Linked DNA regions of Cricetulus griseus: region 1 is linked to region 2. A link is a contact called in public Micro-C data. All regions are on one chromosome and are shown on one strand. Each heading gives the region's core, a stretch centred on a gene start, on an enhancer-like site or on the middle of the called end of the contact. The rest is flanking DNA. Distances are from core to core; before and after follow the strand shown.

What was found. Hi-C and Micro-C count contacts between places; a contact is called where the count stands out from the background.
Region 1: a Micro-C map of the CHO-K1 cell line shows a contact between it and region 2, with 2.2 times the contacts expected there. The contact joins the enhancer-like site here to the promoter of Ehd4 in region 2. A contact is called at or near these places in 2 of 8 Hi-C or Micro-C datasets (both in the CHO-K1 cell line).

The regions. Positions count from the first base shown.
Region 1 is chr6:58,395,710-58,401,232 of CriGri-PICRH-1.0, forward strand. All of the region lies in intron 5 of Ehd4 (EH domain-containing protein 4), which reads left to right. Among named protein-coding and RNA genes, the nearest start is that of Sptbn5, 9.1 kb to the right of the region's middle. Within about 2 kb of position 1,487, at least 1 of the 6 cell types and tissues checked has open chromatin away from gene starts, as enhancers often do. A contact at or near this core is called in the CHO-K1 cell line, where this site is marked.
Region 2 is chr6:58,330,251-58,335,218 of CriGri-PICRH-1.0, forward strand. It overlaps Ehd4 (EH domain-containing protein 4), which reads left to right and starts at 2,777. Exons shown (of 6, transcript XM_027422135.2): 1 at 2,777-3,101. The coding sequence starts at 2,866.

The DNA of each region.
Region 1 (5,523 bases), core at 237-2,736, 64 kb after region 2:
TGGGTTTTTCCTGAGACCAACCATTATATCATTCACTCCAAGCCACACAAGCCACAGAGAATGGCTCAAGTGAGAGTATGGCTAAGGTTGGGTCTCAGAGAGAAGAGGAGGAGGAAGGGAGTGGACAAAGTAGAGGTGAGGCCAGCTTTAATAAATGAAACACTGACATGCTGGTGCAGAGCAGGGGAAGTGGCGTTAGACTCATTGTTCTGGTGGCAGCTCTTTATGCCTAGGGTTAAGGTGGGTGCTTCTGGTATGATCTGGTCATAGGATCTAGCCAAGTTTTTTGTTTCTTTGTTTAATTTATTCTGTCATATAGCACATCCTGACAACGGCTTCCCTTCCCTCCCCTCCTCCCAACACCCACCACCCCCATCTGCTGCTCTTCCATTTCCCTTCAGAAAAGAGCGGGCCTCCCAGAGATATCAACCAAATATAGCATAACAAGATGCAATAAGACTAGGTACAAACCCTCATATCAGGGGGGATAAGGCAACCAGTAGGAGGAAACTTGAGGACTTGTGGTTAGTTGTCTCCCAGAGACTACTGGGTTTTTTGTTTTGGTTTGGTTTGGTTTGGTTTGGTTTGGTTTGGTTTTCGTTTTTCAGGACAGGGTTTCTCTGTGTTGCCTTGGCTATCCTGGAACTCTTTCTCTCTGTAGACCAGGCTGTCCTTGAACTCACAGAGATCCACCTGACTCTGCCTCCTGAGTTCTGAGATTAAAGGTGTGCGCCACCACTGCCCAGCTGAGACTTTTTCTTTTATACTTAGGTTATGCCCTGTATCCCATGGCTCAACTACAAGACAGCTATTTCCTTGTACCTTTCATAAGGGAACTTAGTATGTTGGCTTAAGTGAAAACCATGAATAAATACCCACCATATGCTATGGCACCACATATATGCAATCTTTGGCTGTTGTTACATTGCCCACACCACATGGTAACTCTCTGAAACTCTGAAGCTCTGCTGAGCCCCTCTGGGCTCTCATGTGGCCTGTAGGTGAGCTCCCATAACAGAGCAGACTCCAGAATGATAGCTGTCTGTGAAAACTCATCTGGGCCAGAGCATAGCCAGGCCTCTCAGAGCTGGGGCAAGGAATAATCCTGGGGAAGGAGTCAGGGAAATCAGAGTCTCAGGTGCAGCCCATTCAACAGGAGTTGGGGTAAGTGGAAGCCTATACTGAGAGTCCCTATGGTCAGTACCCACATTGAGTATCTTCAGTGAGCCCAAGTGCCTTGGGACAGAACAAGGAGCCCCAACCTGAGAGATGTCATGTTCATGTGTGCTCATTTAGTCATTCATCCAGGAAAATGTTAATTACTGTGCCCAATCATTGTCCTAGTCCCTGGAATACATCAATGGGCAGACATTTAAGATAAGAGGAAGAATAATTTAGTCTTTGCCCTGGTGACACACCCTTGCTGCAACATGAATGCTGTGGGTTTCAGTGTAATTAGTGACTTCATGTCTGTGATTCATTGTGTCTTCATAAGACTGTAACTCCAGAGTCCAGTACCCATGCCATGTTCACTCTGCTTCCCCTTCATCTAGAACAGTGGTTCTCAACTGTAGTTTTGCTACTGTTATGAATTGTAATGTAAACATCTGATGTGTGGGATATCTGATATGCAGCCCCCAGAGGGATTGCAACCCACAGGTTGAGAATTGCTGATCTAGAATGCTGAGCATGTACCTTTCCCTGAGGCTGTTGAGGATTTGCCATCCTCAGCAACAGGCATTCAGTTAACACCAGCTATGTGTGGGTCAGAGGCAGAGGCTATGGCTGGGAAATAACAGTCACAAACTGGGCATATTGAGGGTCATGAGGAGGGTTCACCACAGCAGGCTTTGGTCTATGTTCTCCCTCTCAAGAATTCCCTGGTCAGGAGATTCTCACATCTATCACAGTGAGCCAAGTGCGTGTTTTTGTGTCTGTCCTGTGTCTTGTCCCAAGGGACGCTGGCCTATTGTGCAAAGACTGCCCTGCAGCTTGAGAATGCTAGAAACACTATACTGTTAACTGCTTACTCTTGAAGAATTTGACCCCCGTGTGGCTGAGTTACCATGTTTTAACAGCAGAGGGCAGCAGAGCCATCCCCATCTGCTTGTCCCTACCACACGTTTGAAAACTGCTCTGGTGAACTTTGTTAGTAACTGGACAAGGATAACCCATCCTGAGACTGGGCTGAGAACTGACTCCAGCCCCACGATCCTGGGCCCAGTGGTACAGTTGTTGATCTCATTAAATCTCGACTGCATGGCTATCCAATAAAAAAAAAAGATTGCTGTTTTAGACTTGCTCTTCAGGAGGAAAATAGCTTGTCCCCCACATGGACCAGAGTTTATTTCCTATGTGCTTTCTGGGCAGACATAGCCTCTGCTGTCTAGTAGTTCCTGCAAAATTGTAGCCGCTGGCCCTTTGTTTCTTCATATAACTGTCATCAGAATCTCTGTACTCTGCAGGCTGGTAGACAGTTTGAGCAGACACAAGGACCCAGTGTGCTCAGACTCATTTCCCAGGGATGGGGTAGGTGTTCCTGCACCCAAGGGAATTCAGACCTCTTACCCAGTAGCATTGGAATTTTTATGTAGGAGGGCCTATAACCTTCCTCCTCAACTGGCCCCTTTTGTCCTCTCAGCTGACTACGACACTGTCAGCAGAAGTCCTGAGTGTTAGTAGCACTGTATGGTGCAGAGGATGGAGAAGATGCCCTTGTAGCTCTAATCAACCAGTGAGGATGTGGGACCCAGAAGCCAGAACTCATTTTAGAAGCCAGACTGCCTGACTTAAGTGCTCAACCAGGTGCAGACTGCCAGGTTTCAGCATAGCAGGTTAGATGGCACAATGCTGCCTGTCTGCAAGTGTGTTGGGCCACATCTGAAGACATGATAGGCAGTCATCTTTTGGCTCTGACCCCTCTGCAGTCTGAGTGCTGGGGCTCCTCTTCCAAATAAGAACAGAGAATCCTGCCCTGCCACACACCCTGAAAATCACAATTATTGTTTTCTGTTAGACACTGCTTCCATTGCTATCTACAAAATGACTTTGCTAGGTTAGGTTAGCCATGTGTGGTAGCATACATCAGTAATCCCAACACTCAAAAGGTAGAGGCAGTAGGGCCTAGAGCCATGGAATTCTTTTTTTTTTTAATTTAGATTATATGTATGCATGTGTATCTATGTGGGTGTGAGTGCAGTTATCCACAGATGTTAAAAAAGGATATTGGATCCCAGAAGGCTGGAACTACAGGTGGTTGTGAGCCACACAACTTGGGTGCTGGAAACTGAACTTGGGATGTTCTGCTATCTAGTCATCACCCTGAATTCCATTTGTTTGTTTGTTTGTTTCTTGCCTTTTGAGACAAAGTCTCACTGTCTAGCCCTATTGGCCTAGAACTCACAGAGGCACATACACCTGCCTCTACTTCCAGAGGGCTGGGATAAAAGGTGTTCACCACTGTGCCTGCATCCACACTCCCACCATGCATGAGCTCACCTTGAATTCTTGACCCTCCTGCCTCCACTTCCCAGGTTCTGGCCTTAGAGGCACATGGTATTCCTGGCTTAAATCTTTATTTTCAATTTCTATTTTTTTCCACATGTTTTACAATGAAAGAATGTATTGATCCATGCCTATATATCCCCCCTTAAAGTCTGTCTCACTGCTTTTTCCAGAATAGCCAAGATTGGCTTCTTTCTGGGATCTCTCTGTCTATCTCCAGGAAACTACATAAATGAATAGCCTGTCTATCTCCACACCCTCTCATCCAGAATTGCCCATACATAAATACCCACATATAAAACTGCACTGAGGGCTGGGAATATAGAGCTTTGTGATTGATCATTTGCCTAATGTGTAATGGGCCCCAAGTTTAATTTCCAGCAACACACACAGACAAAAAATAAAACAAAAACCAACAACTGTGCCATTGAGTAGAGAAATGATAGATGGCTCTGCAGTAAGACTTCTGCTGTGCATACATAAGAACAAGTGTTTGGATCCTAGCAGCCATGTAAAAGTGGGGCATGGTTCCACACATGCCTGTAACCCCACCTCTGAAGGGGCTGGAAACTGGAAGGTCACTGAGGCTTGCTCCTACCCAACAGACAGAAGTCAAGGTGCAGAGGAAGACCCTGCCTCAAAAGTGTCAGCCAAGAGTGATAGAGGGACATGCCTGACAACTGCCCCTGGCATCTTTGTGTGCACAGGCATGCACCTCCTCCCTCCCTCCCTCCCTCCCTCCCTCCCTCCCTCCCTCCCTCTCTCCTCTCTCTCTCTCTCTTCTCTCTCTCTCTCTCTCTCTCTCTCTCTCTCTCTCCACACACACACACCATTCACACAGACACATGCATACACACTCTGAATGCTTGTGCATTTGCTAGAAAAAAAAAATGTGGAAGACCATCTTACATGAGGTTCTTTGAGTCTGCTGATGTTAGGACCTAGGCAACTCTTTCTGTTCAAGGCCAGAGAAAGCTCAACTCTAGTCCCATCTGTCACAGTAGTAAATAAATGAGCTCCTTCCTTGGTATCCAAGGAACGCAGAATCCTGAGTTCAAACGTGCTTGCAGGAAACAGCCTTCCTTAACCTCAGACACCTGGTGTCATGTCCCTTCTCCCTTCTAATTACTCGGTTCTCCCTTTCTACTGACTTTTTATAGTTCATGTTATCCTTTTTGCACAAGTCTTTTTTGAAATAGACAGACCCTGCACAGCTGGTGTCTTCTTCCTCCAGTATGACCAAGGCTCCTTTAAAGCAGAGCCCATCCCTGGGCCCAGGAGAGCATCTGAAGCATAGCAAACAATAGTGATAAGTGATAAGGGCAGGATACAGGATGGCTGCAGGAAGGATGGGTAAATGGTGGGTGGGTGGATGCGTGAGGAAGCAGAGACAAACTAGGTAGAAAGGGCTTTCTCTTTATCACTACCCATAAAGCCTCTGTGACCCTCTTCCCCGGCTGGAGGCTCCACCCTAGAAGGCCTGTAGCTAAGTTCCCTAGCCCCCGCTAGAGCCTTTGCTCTGCTGACAGACCACTTCTCCCAAGAGACCAGGTAGAGACCTATTGTGACCTGGCTTATGGTGCCCAATCCTAGGTTTCAACTTGTGCTCATTTGTGCTTACTTTTGAAATAACTGACTAGTCTACAGCTGTGAGATTCCCACAGCCCTGACAGGGACCTTCTTGGGGAAGCCACAGTGCAGTAGACTGTGCCTGTGTGGGGAGTCCTGCAGGTTTCTGGTTCTATAGCCTTCTAGGCTCATTCTTAAAAAGCCAAGGAGCATGTGCCCCAGGCTACATCAGTATTATTTTCAAATAATCCAAAAATGAAGTTCTTTTCTTAAGGATCCAGGGAATTGAGACAGGGTTTTGCTATGTAGACCAGGCTAGCCTCAAGCTTTCAGCAACTCTACAATCTTTACCTTCAGAGTGCTGGGATTATAGGTGTGTGGTGCCACACACAGCTAAGCTACAAAGTTCTCAAATAATAGAATTTTTCCCTAAATACAGCCCTTGAGGGT
Region 2 (4,968 bases), core at 1,527-4,026:
GCATTCAGTGCCTACAGAGGCCAGAAGAGGGCATTGGATGCCTGAGTCAAGGCCATTGGGCCCTTGAGTGGATATGTGGGTGTTGATAATTGAATCTGTGTCCTCTGGAAGAAAAGCTAGTTCTCTTAGTCACCGAGTCATCTCTCCAACCCCTTGTCATTAAAATTTTAAAGGTCTATACATTCTGGATATAAGCCTTTGTGAGATGTTGTCTGTAAATATATTCTCCAAATCTGCACTTCATCTTTCCCATAGTTCCTTCATGGGTCAGACATTAAGTTTGATGAAATCCAGTTTATCAACTAATTTTCTTCATATGTATGGCCCTCTGGTATTATCTAGGAAAATTTTCCCTATCTTACAACCACATGAATTTCCCCTAAGTTGTCTTTGTGAACTTGTATGATTCGTAAATTTTACATTTAGCTCTAGAGTTCATTTTTTGAGTTAATTTGAACATAGGGTATGAGGCCTGGCTCAAAATTCATGTTTCTATATACAGGTATCCTATTGATCTAGAACTGTATGTGGGTCATATTTGGTGGTGGTGGTGGGGATGGAACCCACTGCTTCATGCATGCTAAGCTCCTACATTCTAAACTGTTTTGTTTGTTTGTTTGTTTGTTTGATTGATTTTTGGTTTTTCAAGACAGGGTTTCTCTGTGTAGCTTTGGAGCCTATCCTGGCACTCACTCTGGAGACCAAGTTGGCCTCGAACTCACAGAGATTCGCCTGCCTCTGCCTCCCGAGTGCTGGGATTAAAGGCGTGCGCCACCAACACCTGGTCATTCTAAACTGTTTAAGTAAAAGACTTTCTTGTAACCCAAGCACTTGGGAGGCAGAGGCAAAAGAATCAAGATGAGTTCGAGGTACTTCCATGTATCTAGGGAATCTAAGGCCAGCTTGGGTGCATGAGACTCTGTTCCAAAAAGAAAAACAAACGGATTTTGAATTATCCACTTAATTGTCTTTGTGCTTTGTCAAAAAACAGTTGGCCATGTATGTGTAGGTCTTTCTGGACTCTGTTCCATCGATATGGTGATTCATCACTAAATGATGACATGTCCTTAAAATGCAATGTTAGCCACTGTGTGAGCATCATGGAGTATACTTACATAAACTAAAATGTGATGTCATAAGTCAAGAAAACCTTACACAAGCCTGTTCCTGAAATATCATTAGTGTATGCTTATTAAATAATTTTGTATTAATACCACCCTGTCTTGATTTTTGTAGCTTTATTAGTCTTGAAATTAGCTCCACTTTGTTATATTAAACATTTTTTTTTGTTTATTCTGGGCCCTTCACATCCACCTCATGAAATTTAGATTTTGTTAATTTTGACTAAAACAAAAACCTGCTAAGATTTTTATTAGGATTGCATCAAATGAACTGGGGGAGACTGGTATCTTAATGTTGAGTCTTCTGGTCCATGGACATGATACAGGCAATATATATTTAGGCCTCCATTTCTCTTAGAAATATATTGTGATTTTCAGCGTATAGGTCTGGTGCATTCGATTAGATTTAGTTCTAAACATTTGTTAGTTTTGGTACTATTCCAAGGGATGCAGATTTTCACTTCAATGACCAATTGTTGTTTCTAGCATGTAGACATAGCTGGCCCTTATATCCAGAAACTTCACTAATAAATTCACCTCATAAAACAGCAGCTATACCATAGTTTATCCATTCGTCTACTGAATGCCATTCTGGTTGCTTCCAAGTTTTACTGATGAACAAAGCTGTCATAAACACTCTTGCACTGCACTGGCAACACCTGGGCGACCGTTCAAAATACAGTTTTACAACCACCTCACGAGTCAGCTCTTCATTTCTTCCAAGTTCAAGAAGTTTATACACGATCTTTCTCCAAACGTAATGCACACAAGAATCATTTGCAGGCACTTGTTGATCTCCATCTCAACATTTTAATTTAGTAGGTCTGTAGCGAGAACTAGGGATCTGTATTTTAACAAGACTCTCCGGTTATTCCTCGGCTTCTGACCTCACGGGCCACGCTGACAACGCGCTAAAGTTATTTCTCGCCTAGCAATGGTCAATTATTTCTACCAGTGTCTACCAGGTTTTATACTGGAAAGGGGGCGGCGCGGCGATGACAACAGCTCTGGTGCATGTTAGTGTTGAAATTAGATTGTAATAATGAGAATTCCATGCGGTAGAAAAATTAAATAAAGCCAAAGAGAGAGAGGGCCTTCAATTGATCCATAATTCAGTGGAGGCGAGAGAAATATCCACGCAGATAGTTGGGAGTGTATTTCCTCTCCTTCAAAAATTTGCCAGTTGTATCGATGAGCCCGAGTCCCTTCGACAGTAAAAAGGATGGTAATCTGCCAGAGGAAAAGGAACCTGTCTGTCAACTTTCTGAATTTTCCGTCCCCAGTGTCTATGTCCAGAAGCTTTGGATGAGTCGAGTTCCAGAAGGCCGGCCTCCGGGGGTTCGTTCCTGCCAGCTAAGACTTGCCCGGAAGCCGACGCCACCTGGCCAGAAGGATGTACCCGAGGAGACGCGCCCGCGCCACCCTGCCTGGGTTACTCCCTCTCCTCGCCCAGCCGTCCAGACCGATGCCGTCATCGATAATTCATTAAGACACGCCTTTCCATTGGCTAGAGCCTCCACTCCTCGCTGGCAGACGCCCAATGAGGAAGGACCCGAGAGCGCTTCTGAATAATGAGCGCCGGTCCGTGACGCAGCGGCTGGTGATTGGTCGTCGCGGCAGGGGGCGGGCCCGGGGACGGGCGGCGGCGGCGGCGGCGGCGGCGGCCAGAGCTACGCGGGCGCTGAGATAGAGCGACGCAGGGTCTGACTGGAGCGCAGCGGGCTGCTAGTTGGCGGGCGGCAGCATGTTCAGCTGGATGGGACGGCAGGCGGGCGGGCGCGAACGCTCGGGCGGCATGGACGCGGTGCAGACGGTGACGGGCGGCCTGCGCTCGCTCTACCAGCGCAAGGTGCTGCCGCTGGAGGAGGCGTACCGCTTCCACGAGTTCCACTCGCCTGCGCTGGAGGACGCCGACTTCGAAAACAAGCCCATGATCCTGCTGGTGGGCCAGTACAGCACGGGCAAGACCACCTTCATCAGGTAACTCGCCGCGCAGGCTCGCTGCCCCTCCGCCTGGGCACCGTCTGCCCTCAGTTACACTCAGAGCTCAGTGGCCCCGTCGCCTCTCGCGACCCCGACGGGCTCTCGTCGCGCGAGGCTCCCCTGAGCCCGGGGCTGCGAGCCCCTTGCTTGCTGTTTCCTTGATCCTGTCACCCTGGCCTGGGAACACAGGACAGGGAGGGAGGGCGAGGCTCTAGAGAGCCTCATCAGTGCAGCCTAGGGTTGGAAGTGAGAATGAAGGTGTGCGGGTCCTAGTTGGAGAGGTAAGCTTCCAGCACAGTGACAATGAATGAATAAATGCCACGGTGGAGGTATGCCATGCCTTTACCTGCCACTCTTCGCCACAGCGGCTGCTTTCATTCAGCTTTATGGTCTATAGGAAGTTAGCCTACAGTGTAGTCGCCTCTCCAGCCTGTGGAACGAAGGGGAGTGTCAGGTTACTATTTGTTAGTTTCCATTTCTTCACCCTTGACAAACTGAAATATTTGTCACGCTCGCTCTGACTCCTGAAGCAGTAACCGTGCTTGCCCTGCGGTTCCAATCACACAGCTTCCTCTGAAGTGACTCGATGAGAAATAATTTACAATGGAACAGACTGCTTTTTAAATAAGGCATCTTATTTCTAAAGCAACCAGCTTATTAAAACTCCTTTTCAATGGGCGATGGTGGTGAATGTCTTTAATCCCAGCACTCAGGAGACAGAGGCAAGAGGATTTCCGAATTCAAGGCCTGCCTGGTCTACAGAATGAGTTCCAGGACAGCCAGGGCTACACAGGGATTCTCAACAGAGCAAAACAAAACAACTTCCTTTCTTTGGGAAGATTTGGTTTTTTAATTTGTTTTGTTTGTGTTTTTGGTTTTGGTTGTTGTTGTTGTTTGGTTTGGGGGGGGTGGTTTTTTGTTTTTTTGTTAAAGCCCCTGTCAGTCAAAGCAAACTGACTAAACATTTAGATTTGGATCTGGAGTTTTGAGAATTGGAACATTCTTTTCATCATTTGATGTTCAACAGGTGTTCAGAAAACTACATCTGTCTTTGGGGTAATGCCATTTCTGTTAAGTATGACCTCTTTTTCTTCAGTTCCAATAAATAGAGTAGTTGTTGCTATAAGAATATGTTAAACCTGGGCCTATAGATACACCGTGAATGACTTCAGCAAATGAAATACACTGTATTTTGAAATATGAAAGAAGAGTGGGGAAAATAATGTTGAAATTGTTTCATTTGATGCTTTTTAATAAGCTGAAAATAGTGTTGAATATGTTACCTCAGATAATATATATATATATATATATATATATATATATCAGTAGCTGGCTCCTTGAAAGATGGCAAATATCAGTCTGTGATAGTGCTTGCCTGTAATCCCAGCATTTGGGAAGCTGAGTCTTCATGTGCCTTCCAGGCCAGCCTGGGCTACATAAAACATTCTAGGATAACACAACAAAAGATCCTGTCTCCAAAACAAAACAGCAATAAGAACAACAGCAAAACTTAAGAAACAAAAACAAAACAGATGGCAAACAGATGGTACATTTAAGATCTTAGAAGCAGTAGTTGTGAATTATTGGGATAGTAAAGTATTACAAGAGTGGGGAGAGAACTTTTTAAGCTTAAAGCAAATAAGAGTATAACATCGTTAAAATGTTCTGGTGGCAGTTTCATAGCAGCCCCACATCTCCTCCCATGTATCTTTGCCATGGCTTCACTGTATCTGTGCATAATTAGGGAGCCTTTCCTAGATGCTATACCAACCTAGGCTAAAGACAGTGTGCTCCTCTGTTCATATTCTGGCTAATAAGCAGGCCTGAGGTAGGAGAGTACAACTCAGTTCAAAGGGATGTGTGT